Regions from separate parts of the Mus musculus genome. Here region 1 is linked to region 2. The links are chromatin contacts, called in public Micro-C maps. All regions are on one chromosome and are shown on one strand. The core of a region is the stretch at or near the end of the contact, and the rest is flanking DNA. Distances in the headings are between cores, read along the strand shown. Region 1 overlaps Patj (PATJ, crumbs cell polarity complex component). Region 2 overlaps Nfia (nuclear factor I/A).

Evidence for each region. A called contact is a pair of places that touch in the nucleus more often than the background predicts.
Region 1: a contact with region 2 is called in a Micro-C map of brown adipocytes, with 2.4 times the contacts expected there. The contact joins two enhancer-like sites. A contact is called at or near these places in 2 of 484 Hi-C or Micro-C datasets (3T3-L1-derived adipocytes and brown adipocytes).

Annotation. Positions count from the first base shown.
Region 1 is chr4:98,494,934-98,502,499 of GRCm38.p6, reverse strand. It overlaps Patj (PATJ, crumbs cell polarity complex component), which reads right to left. Exons shown (of 44, transcript NM_172696.2): 19 at 7,362-7,475; 20 at 5,219-5,626. Among named protein-coding and RNA genes, the nearest start is that of Gm40210, 81 kb to the left of the region's middle. Within about 2 kb of position 1,444, at least 8 of the 459 cell types and tissues checked have an H3K27ac peak or open chromatin away from gene starts, as enhancers often do. A contact at or near this core is called in 3T3-L1-derived adipocytes and brown adipocytes, where this site is marked.
Region 2 is chr4:98,117,456-98,124,098 of GRCm38.p6, reverse strand. It overlaps Nfia (nuclear factor I/A), which reads right to left. Exons shown (of 11, transcript NM_010905.3): 11 at 5,223-6,643. Among named protein-coding and RNA genes, the nearest start is that of Gm34784, 5.3 kb to the left of the region's middle. Within about 2 kb of position 4,573, at least 20 of the 459 cell types and tissues checked have an H3K27ac peak or open chromatin away from gene starts, as enhancers often do. A contact at or near this core is called in 3T3-L1-derived adipocytes and brown adipocytes, where this site is marked.

The DNA.
Region 1 (7,566 bases), core at 195-2,694, 380 kb before region 2:
TAAGGGCCTGCAGTGATATTTTGACAGCAGCTGGTCACCAGGAATGGGCCTCTTAGGGTTCCAGTCACCTCTGGTTCCAGCCTGTGTTCTCTGTTCCCTGTTCACCATCCCTGAATAAGCTTCTCCCACATTTCTGCCACCAAGAACTATTTCCTGCCATTTTGCCTTCCCTCTTATAATAAACAGGTAGAAATCCCTTTGAAGTAATGAGCCTCTTCCTTTACATTTTCTGCTGGGCAGCTATCAACTCATACAACAGGACAGTAACTAAGGCACTGGGATATGAGCAAGTTGTCATCTCAAAGCGAATCACACAGTAGGGCACACTTGCTACTCACAAACACAAATTTGAAAAACTCAGGCAAGCCAGCATTAGCAAGGGTGTGGCAAAGCTGGACACTGAACATTGCATGGTACAATGCTCTGAGAAAAGCTAACCCAATCCCTTTGGTCACATCACCATAAGATCAGAACCAGAGAACGAGGAAAGGAAAATACTTGGCTGTCGGAGACAATGTTGAAGGTCCTTCTTGAGGTCTCTGAATTCTGTTGGTTTAAAATCAGGGTCTAACTTAGCACTGACCTCAGATTTACTGTGGAGCAAAAGCCGACCCTGAACTCCTCACCCTCCCGCCTCTACGTCCCATCAGTTGGGATTACAGAACCTGGTTCATACACTCCATGTACGTACCATGCTCAGCTCTTCCCAACATCTTCCTATGGAAACGCCCCATTCTTAACATGCCCCATGAACATACACATTTCATTTATAGTGCTTAGTATTTGTGAGTTCTACAAAAGTTCCAACAAGACACTTCTAACAGAATACCTCCCCAATAAGCATTTCCATTAATAATCTGGGCCAACTATGACTTTAGGACTTCAAGAGCAGGGACTTCATATTCAATGGACTGTGACTGCAAATTCTTCTCTTTTAAAAACTTGCCTTAGACTCCTAGAAAATGCTTACTGGTCACTATGACCTGTGCATTCTCAGTTATTCTGTTATTCCCAAATAAACACCACAAGCCTTCGGAGAATCTCTGATTGTGATTTAATTTGGCAACCCAAGAGAACTGAAAACAGGTGATGAGCAGGTATTTATATACCAATATTTACAGCAACATTATCCATGAATAATAGGGTGGAGGACTAGAGACACTGCTCTACTAAGAGCTAGACTGATCAACCTAGGCCTCCCCTGAGGCCCTGGTATATAGAGAAGTGTTTGGCAAAGCCAGTAATATCCTTAGTCCAGGGCCTTGAAACCCACTCATCACACACCTTGGGGCACTGATGTATAGAGAAGAAACACAGCCTTCTCTACAACCAGGAATATGCTTGGCAGAGCAGGTCATGGCCTGAGGCCAGGGCCTTGGGGGAACTATGGCTATGGTTCAGTCCCAAGACTGCTGTAGGCTAGATTTATAATGCTCTTGAGAAACCACGTTGCCCTTGTGCAACTTTGTTTAATTAGCTTCCCGCTGCCTTGATCCTATTGTATGACAGACTCTGCTTACTCTGCCCCACTTCTCTCCTAGAAATAGAACATAAGGTGCTGTACTTCTTAATGAGCTTATTTGGTCCAAGACATAGCTTGACAAGACCTCTTGGTCTCAAACTTTCTTATCTTCTCTATGTTCTACCATTTGCTTCTGAGCTTCTGGTCCCCTTTCTGAGGACCCTGTCATTGAAGAACAACTTGCTGGTCCAGGTCATGGCTTCGTAGCTAAAAGCACATATGGCTGTTTCAAAGGATCCTGGTTCAGTTCCCAGCATTTACATAGAAAGCCAAAATGTGGCACATGAGAGAACATTCGCCGAAGCTTCAGGCTAAAACCATCATATATTTTGCAAGTACAAAAAAGAAGCCATTCTCTAGAACTTCCCTTGCATAATTGAAAGCAGCAGCAGCAGCTGGCTGGATGACACAGGCACCTGAGAACTGAGGCAAGTCCATTTCACGGTGGACAAGAGCATGTTCTACATAGTAAGCCCATGTCTCAAAAACTGCAAAGGCAGGAGAGACGGGGATGCCAAGAGGCCACTTGTGGGAAATAAGCAGTCACAGGTCAATGAGGATGGGTCTACGTCCATGAAGAACAGAAGGCCAATCCTCATTCCAGCCTGAAGGTGGCAGCACCTGTAGCACCGGAATAATAACACTGTCACAAATTTCCTTGTCACATTTGTCCCCCAAGTTTCATTTGTGGATCCTAAACAAACCAATTTGTTGTACCCACAGAAAACTTTTCTGAATTCTGCACTAACATTGTCTCTCACTTTAACAGATACTCTCCGGGATCAGCTCTGAGAGGGTCAGAAGAAAAGATTTTTCCATTGAGACATACATACAGGGTTAATTCTTCTACCTCAGTGAGGTCGTCTGACATACACATGAATGAACCTTGAAGAGCTTATGCTTCATGAAGTAAGCCAGACATATAATGGTAATTATCACAGCTTCACTTCTATGAAGTAGTCAAATTCTTAAACAGAAGACAGAGTTACAGTTAGTGCCAGGGAGAATGGGCAAGGGGAGGGCATTTATTAATTGGCGGGCTCACCATTCCTATGAAGGAAGATAAGGTTCTGGAGATGGACAGAGATGGTGGTTACACAACAGTGCAATGGTATTTAATACCATCAAACTATATGCCTAAAAAGTACATAATACAGACATTTACACAATTTATATGGTCGGCCAGGTGAACAACACATACAAGAAACTGTCATAGTTCATCCTTTACCTAAAACAAGAGCATGTGGGTGGTGGAGGAGAATCAACATAGAACTTCTTAGGTATTATTTATATGCTATAAATAGAGTCTTAATAGGACAGAGTAGTAATGTTCCTCAACCCTCTTGAGGACCTAACTGGGTGCTAGGAACTACATGTTCATAATACATTTGAATAGTTTTAAATCCTCTCAAGGATTGTAATATTATATATGTTAATAGTATCATTGCATATCTTAGTTTATTCCTAAATCTGAAATAACTATGTATATTACACAGGTAGAAAATTCCATATGTGACTTGACAGAATACAGGCCACAGAAAATACTGTACACAGTCATCTTCAGGTTCGAGAAGTTATGTAGGAAACAACAAACATAGATTACATGATAATGTATGAATGATTACATGGTAAGGTATGATTGATTACATGGTAAGGTATGATTCCAGAAGTCCATCAGTACAAACAGCGGGCAAGTAAAGATCCAAGTCCACCCTACCATCATTGTAGCAGGGAGAAGAATTAATAGAAAATTAAGTGGTAGTGGTTCAGAGTTTATTAGTGCTGAAACAATCTTCATCAATGTCCTACCATATAATACATATTGATATGTCCATAAATCATACATGAATTTTGACTAAATGTATGGAGTAAATATTCTAAATATATTTGTGTATTTCATCTCTTGCCTTAAATGTCTAAGCAGCAACACGGACCAAAATTTCAACTTGTGTTTTATTTTAGTGAGAATTCTATTGATGAGAAAAAGCAACCACAACAAAAGTGTACACGCATTGAGCAATCTTTGATTCTAGTATGCTTATTTAAGTGAATATCCAGTATGAGGATGTAGGGAAGGGCTGGCAGAGAGAGAAAGCTACTGTCAGTGGGGGACACCAGGCAACTATGTCACTGCTTCCAGCATCCAAGACCACTTACACATTAAACACATCTGTTCCCTAGCAGGCTGCCCAGAACCCTCTTCCTTGAGGCTATATTGATATCTAGGATAGCACCTTGCCCAGCAGAACAAATCCACAGGATTTACTAGAGGGAACGAGAAGAAATGTCCAAGGGAGAAAGCTGGCTTCCGTCTACCTTGCTCATCACACAGAAAGAGATCAGCCTGTGCAGACAGCAGGGTCCTGTGTGAGCACAGCACCTCATCCCTTTAAAAGATCCCTCTAGGGCAGCCAAGGCGGCTCGGCTCAGAGGGTAAGAGTACTTGCTGATCTTGCAGAGGGCTCTGGCTTGATTCCCAGCACCCACATAGCAGCTCACAAGCTGTAACTTGTAACTCCAGTTCCAGGGATCTGACATCCAGTTCTTCTTCTGCAAGCACCAGCCATGCACATGGCATACATACATACATGCAGGCAAAATACTTATGCATGTAAGAAAACTAAAACAAAACTTCAACAAATAAAAACCCCATCTATAGTAACTTTCTTCTCATTGTCTGAAAATTAATTCAGGCCAGAAAATAAACAAACAAAATAAAAACAAAGGCAATTAAAAAAAAAAACAAACAACAAACCATCCAGCAGGTGGCCAGGAGGTGGTGGTGCACACCTTTAATCCCAGCACTTGGAGGGCAGAGGCAGGCAGATTTCCGAGTGTGAGGCCAGCCTAGTCCACAGAGTGAGTTCTAGGACAGCCAGGGCTACACAGAGAAACCCTGCCTCAAAAAAAATTTAAAAGAGAAGAGAAGAGAAGAGAAGAGAAGAGAAGAGAAGAGAAGAGAAGAGAAGAGAAGAGAAGAGAAGAGAAGAGAAGAGAAGAGAAGAGAAGAGAAAAAGGAAGGGAACTAATTAAATATAACTTTATTTTAAAAAACTAAGTTTACTGGTGATTTAATACTAAGGTTAACCCATTAAAAGGTAATGCTTCCTGCCAAGTCTGAGTCTCAAATGGGAAAGTAATTCTCTGGCACACACTGGTATTGCATCACACATAGCAGGGAGAATGCTATGAACAGCAAAGATAGAAATAATAATGTACAGTATATAATAATGTATAGCATATAATAATGTACTATATGTTCATTTTGCCCTGATTTGCCCTGACAAATATACCACATAAGAAACATATAACCATGTCACCCTGAGGGAATTTAAAAGAAAATCTTAAGGATTAAAAGGACTCTTTATTGAACTAAGAAGTGAGGAGAAAAATGTTACACACACGACAAACAAAACAAAACCAAAAAACCCACCACCACCACTACCAATAACAACAACAGAAAAATAAAACAAAACAAAAAACCAGCGAAAACCCACTAGCTCATGATTCCAGAGAAGCGGTGAGACACAAAAAGGAGTGACCTCAAGGACACAGCTCAGCTCCTGGCAGTGCATCCTGTCGGCCATGCTAACTGTGAGAAGCCCATTCAGTTCTGCCTTATGAATGGAAGTAACATGAGCGAGGGGTGTGGGGGCAGAGCGGGGAGCAGGTGGTGGCTGTGTCGCAAAGCCGTACCATGTCTGCAGTGCTGTAGCTATACTGCTGCATCTCCTGGGGATAGGCACTCATCATGGACTCTGCATCGTGACACTCCAGCCTTTCGCCTCCTGAGAGGTTAGCATGCAGCCACTGTGTACCAGCCTGGAGTTCCAGCACGGGAGATGCAGGAGCGGCCTCCCGAATGTGTGGTGGTGGTGGGTTTGACTCCATGGCCCGGAGGTGATCTTGATAAAGTTCATACTCCTCATCGACAAGCATCTCTCTCTCCTCACCCCTGCCGTCCAGCGGAGGACTCAGGAACTCATGCATTTCCCAAGCTTCCGAGCTGCTGTCCACGTCTTTTTGTTGGAACTGCAAAGACTTTCCCAAATCTAGAAAAGGTTCATCCACGAGTTCTTCAAGATATGGCTCATCTCTAAATCCCTGTAAGAAAAGGTTTTGAGAAATGTTAGCGTCACTTGTCTTACAGCTGCACTCTACACCTCAATCAGGAGAAGTGCCAACCTGACGGGAGCTCTGCCCTAACCCATGCGCGCTCAGAAGCACAGGCTCATTGGTATCACCAAACAGGAAGACACTGCAGCTCACTCTGCCGCCAGAACATGCACAACTGAAAGCTTCATCATACGGTAACTACCGACAATTCTCCACCACAGCGAGGAATTTGGTCAAAATGCGACACCGCTTCTGTTTAACTCCTCCCTAACACAGTTCCCAGTTCCTAACAGCAGACACACTTCCTACTTGAGATAGGAAAGACAGCAAGCTCAGCGTGGTCATGCATGAGTTCTCAACACGAGAAGCTATTGGACAGTTCAAAACCCATCCTTTTTTACTTTGTCGAAGGACAGAGGATTGAGCGGAAGGTGCTGCACTTCCCAGGCACCACTCCACTGCTGAGCCCCACCTCTAGCCCTTCACACGATAAGCACATAGTCAGTCATATGTCAAGTGCTTTGAGTAAGTATAATTTTCTCCTAATAAGCCCAATAACAGAAACAAGATTTTTACCTACACTGAGCATATGATAGAGAGGAATAAAAAAAAAAAATATAATTTCTGCTAAGCCTCTGCCTTAACTGTGGTGAGCCCATGGCTGCTGAACACAGAGGCCTAATTTCCTATAGATCAACACTCATCCTATTGTAAGCCCCATCCATTAAGCACTACCTAGTATAAGTTCTACAATCAACTTGGCCCTCTGCTTTCTTCTCATAACTCAACAGCACACGGTTAAGCTTCGCACTGAAACAGTAAATCAATACCACAAACCTGGTGCAAAAACCAATCAGAGTCAGAACATATATTTGAAACATCATGACTTACAAAATTTTAACACCAAATGTCTACATTTTTAAGCGTGGTGGACATTGTGGGAATGTCTCTCAGTCCAAGACACTGCACATGGAACACTGCTGAACTATTGCTACCAAGAAAAACAAAGAATAAAGTGCACCGTAGGAATAAAATGGGAACACTCAATATATACCATCTAGGATTATAGCACCCAAGAGGTCTGAGTACGTAATCTTCTTGGGAAAGCATCAAATATGAATCTGTATGTTTGGCTCCATGTTCTACAGCATTTTACATGGATGTCTGTTTCCACGATATATTCTTTCTCTAAAATGTTAGATGTTTATTAGTGTTTTAAAAAATATGCTTGTTCTTTTAAAATATTTTTATATTTATTTGGGAGTGGAAGATTTATCTGGGGGTGGAAAAGTGAAGTGCCTTAGCACATGGGTAAAAATCAAAGGGTCACTTGTGGGGATTCGTTTTCTCCTACCTTGTAGGCTCCAGATATTGAACTCAGGTCAGATTTGATAGCAAGTGCCTTAACTGAGCCACGTTGTTAACCCCAGTGTTTGTTCTTTGAAAATGCCTTACATCTTCTGTCATTAACAAGACAATGTTAGACTAAATGAAAAATTTTAATTTAAAAAATAGTAATTACAGAGAAAGAAGCTGTAGGGCACACCTGTGATTGGGGGAGGGGAGTTCATTTGTAACTATTTAACCGAGTGAGTGGCACAAGCTTGTGTCCTCTTACACACACACACACACACCACACACATTCTCATTCTCTCTCTCTCTCTCTCTCTCTCTCTCTCTCTCTCTCTCTCTCATTCAAATGGCAAATAACTTCAGCAAATACCTGGGGTGCCTCAAGGATTAAAGATGAGTGGATCTCATGAACAGCGTCTGCAGGCTCGCTGCTGTCACCATTGTTGTTTGAATGTAAACTAAAACGCTCTTCCTTCTCATCTTCCTGAAAATAAAAACCACCTTGATGATCAAAAAGCTCCTTCAGCTTCAACTTCTCTTTAGACGGCTCTCACTCATCCACTGCAATAGCTGAA
Region 2 (6,643 bases), core at 3,324-5,823:
AAATCTTAAAGCCCACCCACAGTGATACCTCTTCCAGCAAGGCCACACCTCCAAATTCTTCCCAAACAATTCCACCTATTGGAATCCCATCCACAAAAGCTCTTTGGTACAAATAAAACAGGTCTTCAGCACATTATCACCAAGAAAATACAAATGTTGACGGGGCATTGAATCCAAGTTTCTTCATATATGAACATTGCTTGGTTATTTACTTTGACAAGTCATTAAAAATTAAAAATAGAAAATATATGTATAGATTTTTTGCCTGCTTGTGTGTCTGTGCACTATATGTATTCAGCATCCTTAGAGGCCAGGATAGGCAGTGGATCCCTTGAAACTGGAGTTACAGATAGTTGTGATCTGCCATATTGGCGCTGGGTATTGAACTTGAATGTTCTGAAGACCAGAAAGTGCTCTTAACTGCTGAGACATATTGCCAGATTCCAAATCATTAAAAAAAAAGAGAGAGACATTTGCAAATATTTTAATACAGATAACTGATGATATCAAGAAATTTTATTAACAGTTTGAATTATAAAAATGGTATCTCGACATTTCATAAAAGAATCTTGTCTTTTGGGGATGTAGTCACAAATAGAAATGGAATTACATACTAACTGAGATTTGCTTCAGAATAGTCTGAACATGGATAGAAAGAAGAGAAAGGGCAGACAGGCCTATGTTGATTGTAAATCGATAGATTGTAGATAAGTATTAGTTTATTTGCCAATTCTAAATTTATAAACACATGGTATTTTTCTATAATGAGAACTGCAATGTGAACCAGATCTGCAACCCAGCTATTCAAAATGCTGAAGTGGGAAGACTACAAATTGGAGGTCCTCTTAGGCTATAGAGTATGTTCAAGGTTAGCCTGAGCTAGCCTGGGCTAGCCTGGGCAAATTGGTGAGATCCTGTCTCAAAATAAGAAATGAGAAAAGGTTTGGAGAGATAGCTGAGTGGTAGTGCATGTGTTTATCACGAGTGAGGGTCAAGGTTCAATTTCTAGTAGCACACACACACACTTACAGACACACACAGACACAGACAGACACACACACACACACTCCAGAAATAAGCATAATTTGAATAGGCCTTGTCCAAAAGAGTGAGGTGCTCAAGTCTGAGTGCTTCAAGAGGAGACAGGACAGGCATGGTGATCTGGGAGAGGGAGAGCATGAGAGACATGGAGAAGAGGAGTAATGAATGTAGTGTTTCTTTGGAAAAGATGGATGGACTTCACTGGGGGAAAAGAAGTGGCTTGATTGGCATAATGTGGGCACCGATGACACCAGACTAAGCAGCATGTGCCTGCAATGGGCTAGTAGAAGCCAGCGTGCCTGCTGTTTTATGAGCAGTGCTGGCTGAACAGGACTGGAATGCATTCTGAATGTGCTGGATGCAAAGCCAACATGGGTTGGAGTGATGCAATGCAGAGATAGATGATACTTTCTCTGTTACAAAACAAAGGAGGCCCTGCTTTCTGCCAGTGTCCAGTGGGTCCTTTCCTACTTGGCCATGTTCATTTTTACCAAGGAGCCAGAACTTGAAGGCTCAACAATGATGACTGACACAGCTTCAGTCAGGCTCATTTTCCTGCAGATAAGAATCAGTTACTCTGTTGGCCAAGCCTGTCCAGGAAGATGGAACCTGGGCCAGGGATGCCCTGGAGCTGGATTCTCTCAAGTCTGCTCCATGCTTGATGCTCGCCTTTCCCAGTGCTTTCTCACTTGACTTTACTGCACTCTTTGGACTTCTTTCTCCAGGAAGAGAGACGTTACTGTATTCACTTGGCAGGTGAGGAAACTGAAAATCAAGGTGAGAAGTAATGTGTTTAATATCCCGTGACCAATGAAAGAAGGGAGTGGGATTCTCTCCAGTTCCTTGGTTTCTTTGATCTGTTTTTTCCTCCTGCTTCTCCCCATCTCATCCCTCCTCTTCCTCCTGCTTCTCCTCCTCCTCCTCTGTTCACCCTCTCCTCATTGACCCTCTTGAGACAGGATGTGTGTAGTTCAAACTAACTACAAACTCATAATCCTCCTGTCTCTGTCTCACAGGCTACAGCCTTGTATTACCTCACCTAGGGGGACTCTGGTTTTATGCTTAGCTTCTCTCTGTAACATCTCTGTCCTCCAGGGTGTCAAGGCTGCTTTCTTCCAGGATGAACCACATGATACTAGGTTCTTACATGACTGGTACTCTGCTGGGTGATCTACTTGCATCAGTTGTTTTCAATCCTTCTCATGGTCTTTGACCGTAGGCACCACACTCATTTCCACTTTGTAGATGGAAAAACTGAGGCCCTTACTATAGCAGAGTTCAGAAAATAAGATATCAAGATGTAAACCCTAGACGACATTTCTTGGGATACCTTTTCCTGCTTAGTTGAGTCAGGTTTCAGAATTCAGCCAAATGGCAGCCTGGGAATGAACAAGAAGAAGACTTGCATTACTGTGCACTGAAACCTTTACCAGGGGTCCTTTCTTTGGTGATGGCATTTACAATATGCTACGCTAAACACATTTTAATTCGTCAGATATCTATAATGATCCTGTAATAATCATTCTCATCTAACCAATAGGAAAACTGAGGCACCAGCCAATGCCATAGAGCTACTAAAATGGAGAGCTAGGAGTCACCTGGGCCAGTTTGGTACTTGATTCCACGGTCTTGATTTACAATGTTGTCCCATGTCCAAGCGCTGTGTTGCATACCACCTGACCTAGATGATTTGGATTGACTTAGATTTCAGTTTCATGAGGCCAAATTATAAAGATCAATGTGATTGGGGACTGATATGATTTAACTTAAATGCTAAGGCAAGTACTAGAAAGTTGCTCAATTAACTTGAGTCAGGAATGCTTCGTAAGGACTGATTGTGCCTCTTCAATAGTTGCAGTCAGAGCCAAATACTAAATGTGAGGTGATAAATCAATCACCTAAACTGCTTGGCATGTGAGCGTTTAGCGATTAGTAGGTATTTATGTCCTCTTTGGTCTCTACTATGTTTACTTGTGCTCTACTGTGAACCTGCACTCATTGCCTGTCACCTCTCTGCCACTCTGACTTCAACATTCTTCTCTACTCAGCTTAATCTTTGTCTCTCCAGCTCATGACTAGTCCTGTTCTCTAGCCTTCCTGTGATTGGCTTTGACCAATGAAATGTGAGCCAAAGTGGTGGGAGTCTATTCCAGATGTTAAAAGCTATTATGAATCCTGCCAATACCTCCCGCAATGGTCAAACACTATCTGTTTTCTGTCTAGCGTCCTAGAATGAGGCAATCCTGTGCAGAGGTCTCAGGCTACCCACAAGAGACGTGTTAAGTAAGATTAAAATCTTCATTGCTGTGAGATGTGGGGTTATTTCTTTGATAGTATACACAAATCTAATGAATAGATAAGATTTTATAAGCTGCTGTGGTTTGAAGGTGAAATGTTCCCCTGCAGGCTCATGTTTTGAATACTTAGTCCCCAGTTTGGGAACTTGGTGTTTTGAAGGCCCCAGGGTCATTAGGTGTCATGGCCTGGCTGGTAGAAGTAGGATGCTTGAGGACTTTGAAGGCTATACTTTCCCTGGTGCTGTTCTGTGCTGTTTCCTGGTCCATTGTGATTCGAGGGGGTCTCTGATTCACACACTCCCACCACCAAGAGTCCCACCCTGCCTTCCACAGTTTGACATATGGAAGCCCTGACAAAACTATGAGCCCAAACAAGTCTCTCCTGTTTTTGCCACATGTCATTTCAAAGTGATGAGGACAGTAATGAGTGTGCTTTAAGAGGGGGAAAACCCATTATGTGCTGCAAGCACATGCAGCGTCTTGACTTCAAGGTCAGACTCCCTGTTGCACCAGAGAGTTTCCTTTCTTCAGTTTAATACACCTTCCCTGGGGTCCCTTTGAATGCAGGTACATTTTACATAGTGTTTCCTTACTGCTCATTATGCAAGAGTCTCCTTCCCTCTTTTGCTTTGTCAGTTATTATCTGTGACACTGGCCTCAGTGGCCTTCAGAACAATGTGAAGACTCATCATGACTGTGGCGCTGGGCTGATTTGAGTGGACTTTATTTTATTTTATTTTTTTTAACTACTAGACTACATGGCTCAGAAGAACAGATACCCAGTTTTTGTTTACTTACTAGTCTTAGCATTGGCATAGTTTCTGGCACATGGTAGACACTTCACCAGTATTGCTGGTAAGCAGTTAACAGAATGAAGATCTGGTGATTACTGGGAAAATGTAGGCATCTGACTTCTCAGATTAGAATCACACACAGATGATTATTCTTTGTATGGCTTCCAGTTACTAATCTCTGTTCAGGAGCCTCATCTATAAGAGGATAAAAACTAGACTCGCCTCACAGTGTGGCATCAAGCTTTAAAAAAATAGGTTAAATGTGTGTACTCCTAGTTTGTGTCTCTCCCTGCCTAGCTCACTGGTTTATACTCTGCTGGTGAGGCTGGGACTGATAGTTTTCTTGGTTCAGTTTCCAGACTTTCTAAATGGCTAGCTACTACTAGTTCCAGCCAAGAAACAAGGAACTAGTACTAGGAACACTGGTGTGAGCCAAGAGGAGGAGAGAGAGGAGAGAGCTCGCTGCCCACAGTGTGGTGACAACAGTGTGCTGTTCACAGTGTCACAGGAGGTAGAGGCGTGCAGCATTCTCCAGCTGCTTCCAGGATCCCCAGCTTCAGCTAGTCCTTACTCCATAGACACCTCAGCTTCATCCCGATTTCTAGCACTAGCCATTCTTCTCCCAGAGCTCCTAGTACCAGCCACATAGTATTTCCTCTCTGATGGTGTGCGCCTGTATCCCCCAAAATGATACAAGTATCAGCCATGTGTATTCCACCCTTAGTACCTGATCCTGTCTCCTTGTATCTCTCGGGATCCATGGCTGGTGGCTGTGCTTTCTAGTTATATAGTCCAGGGCCATTTGGACCCCCTCCCCTCTTGGGATCCACTTCCTGACTCCCATAGCAAAAAACAGATCACATAGGCAAGCATACCAGACACACAGGAAGCTCCAGGTGGGATCTGCAAGCTTGCATTGGCCCAGGCAGGTAGAAGGCCAGCAACACTCTCCTTGGAACCCTGTGAAAGACCCTATACACCTAGAATCTGTCAAGGTGAACGCAGAAAGCCCGACTTGTGGGGAAAGCACCAGCCCACAACACAGCTCACTCACCCCAGGCATTGTGTACACAGCAAAAGAGGACACGGCTTCCGTAGCATTAGCAATTTTTTTTTTATTTTTCCTTTTTTTGTTGCATAGGAAATGCAGTACTTGCTTCCAGTAATTGTATTGTAATGTGAGAAGGTGGTAGCACTAACGGTTGAATACAAGAGTTAAACTAATCCACACCAGCACAAAAACCCTGTGGAGATTTAGTTGATAAGAATGGACGCCCACAGTGATTCTCAACCAATTACAAGTTTTCACAGAACACAGTAAACGAAAAGGGTAACTATGAGAGTCAATACACATATGCTAGAGGCACAGGGGGCCCGGCTCATAAAAACAATTTCAGACCAAGTTATTAACACGGGGCGTTTCGTTTCACAAGAGATCTCTTTTTCCATCATTTGAAGTTTTTAATCCTTCCCCCCACAATTTGAAAAGAAACCAGAGGCACTCTGAGCAGATTTGTTTTTTTCTTTTTTCATGTGTGATGGGAAAGGTATGTAGGAGAAGCAGAGAAGGAACCATGGACTGGGCCTTGACAGCCTTCCTAAGGACCTACTGGGACCTGCTGGCACTCCTCTAGCCTGGCTGGCACCTCGGTGGCAAGGCAGCCGAGTTCAGCGGGGAGACAATGGTCTGAGGGAGAAGAGAGCTGGCAGCCCCCTTACTGCATTCTCACATGGCCAGACATCTAAGACCTTTAGTGGACAATAACAGGTTAAAAAAGAAAGAAAGAAAAAAAGCAAATTTACAGACCATGACCAAGAAAAAAATTAAAAAAACAAGAGCAGTACAATTTGCAGTCAAAGCAAAGAGAACACAAGCTTTAGGTTTTCGGAAAAGCTGAGCGTTGAACGGCAGGAAGGATGCTCTGTTTCTTGGACACCACTTGCCTTTAAAACCACGGGAGAGACAGGAATCTTCACATTTTAAAGTTTGTGATATTTTCTGCCATGAGCTTGCTCTAGTTAGATCAGAGGTAGCACTTCTCCTGTATCCTCTTGTGGTCCAGACACATTTTACAAAGTTAGTGTTTCAGTCCCAACAGCACAGTGAGTCCACATGGAGGATGCCTGACACACAGAGGGGTGCATCCATGTGCTGTATCCCATACTTAAGTTCCCCTTAGCCTTGTGAGCCTTACTGGGATCCAGTCCCCATATAGCATCCCTCCAACTTCCTTAATGCAACCCTTGGGAGAATGAGAGGCAAATGGGTGCTATTGGGGGGGGGGGGAGTTAAACAAAGGAAATATTCAATTTGGGAAGAAAATATATCCAAATTTAGAGAGAGAGAGAGAGCAGAGAGAGAGAGAGCATATTTTTTAAAATCCCGTGTTAATAGCAAACTTCTTTCTTATGAATCGGGCCCAAAGTTTGTACAGAGTTATATTTTTGAAGAAAATATTGCATCTGTGCATGTAACTAAACAGCTAAGTGATTTCTTAAAGTTCTTTTGTT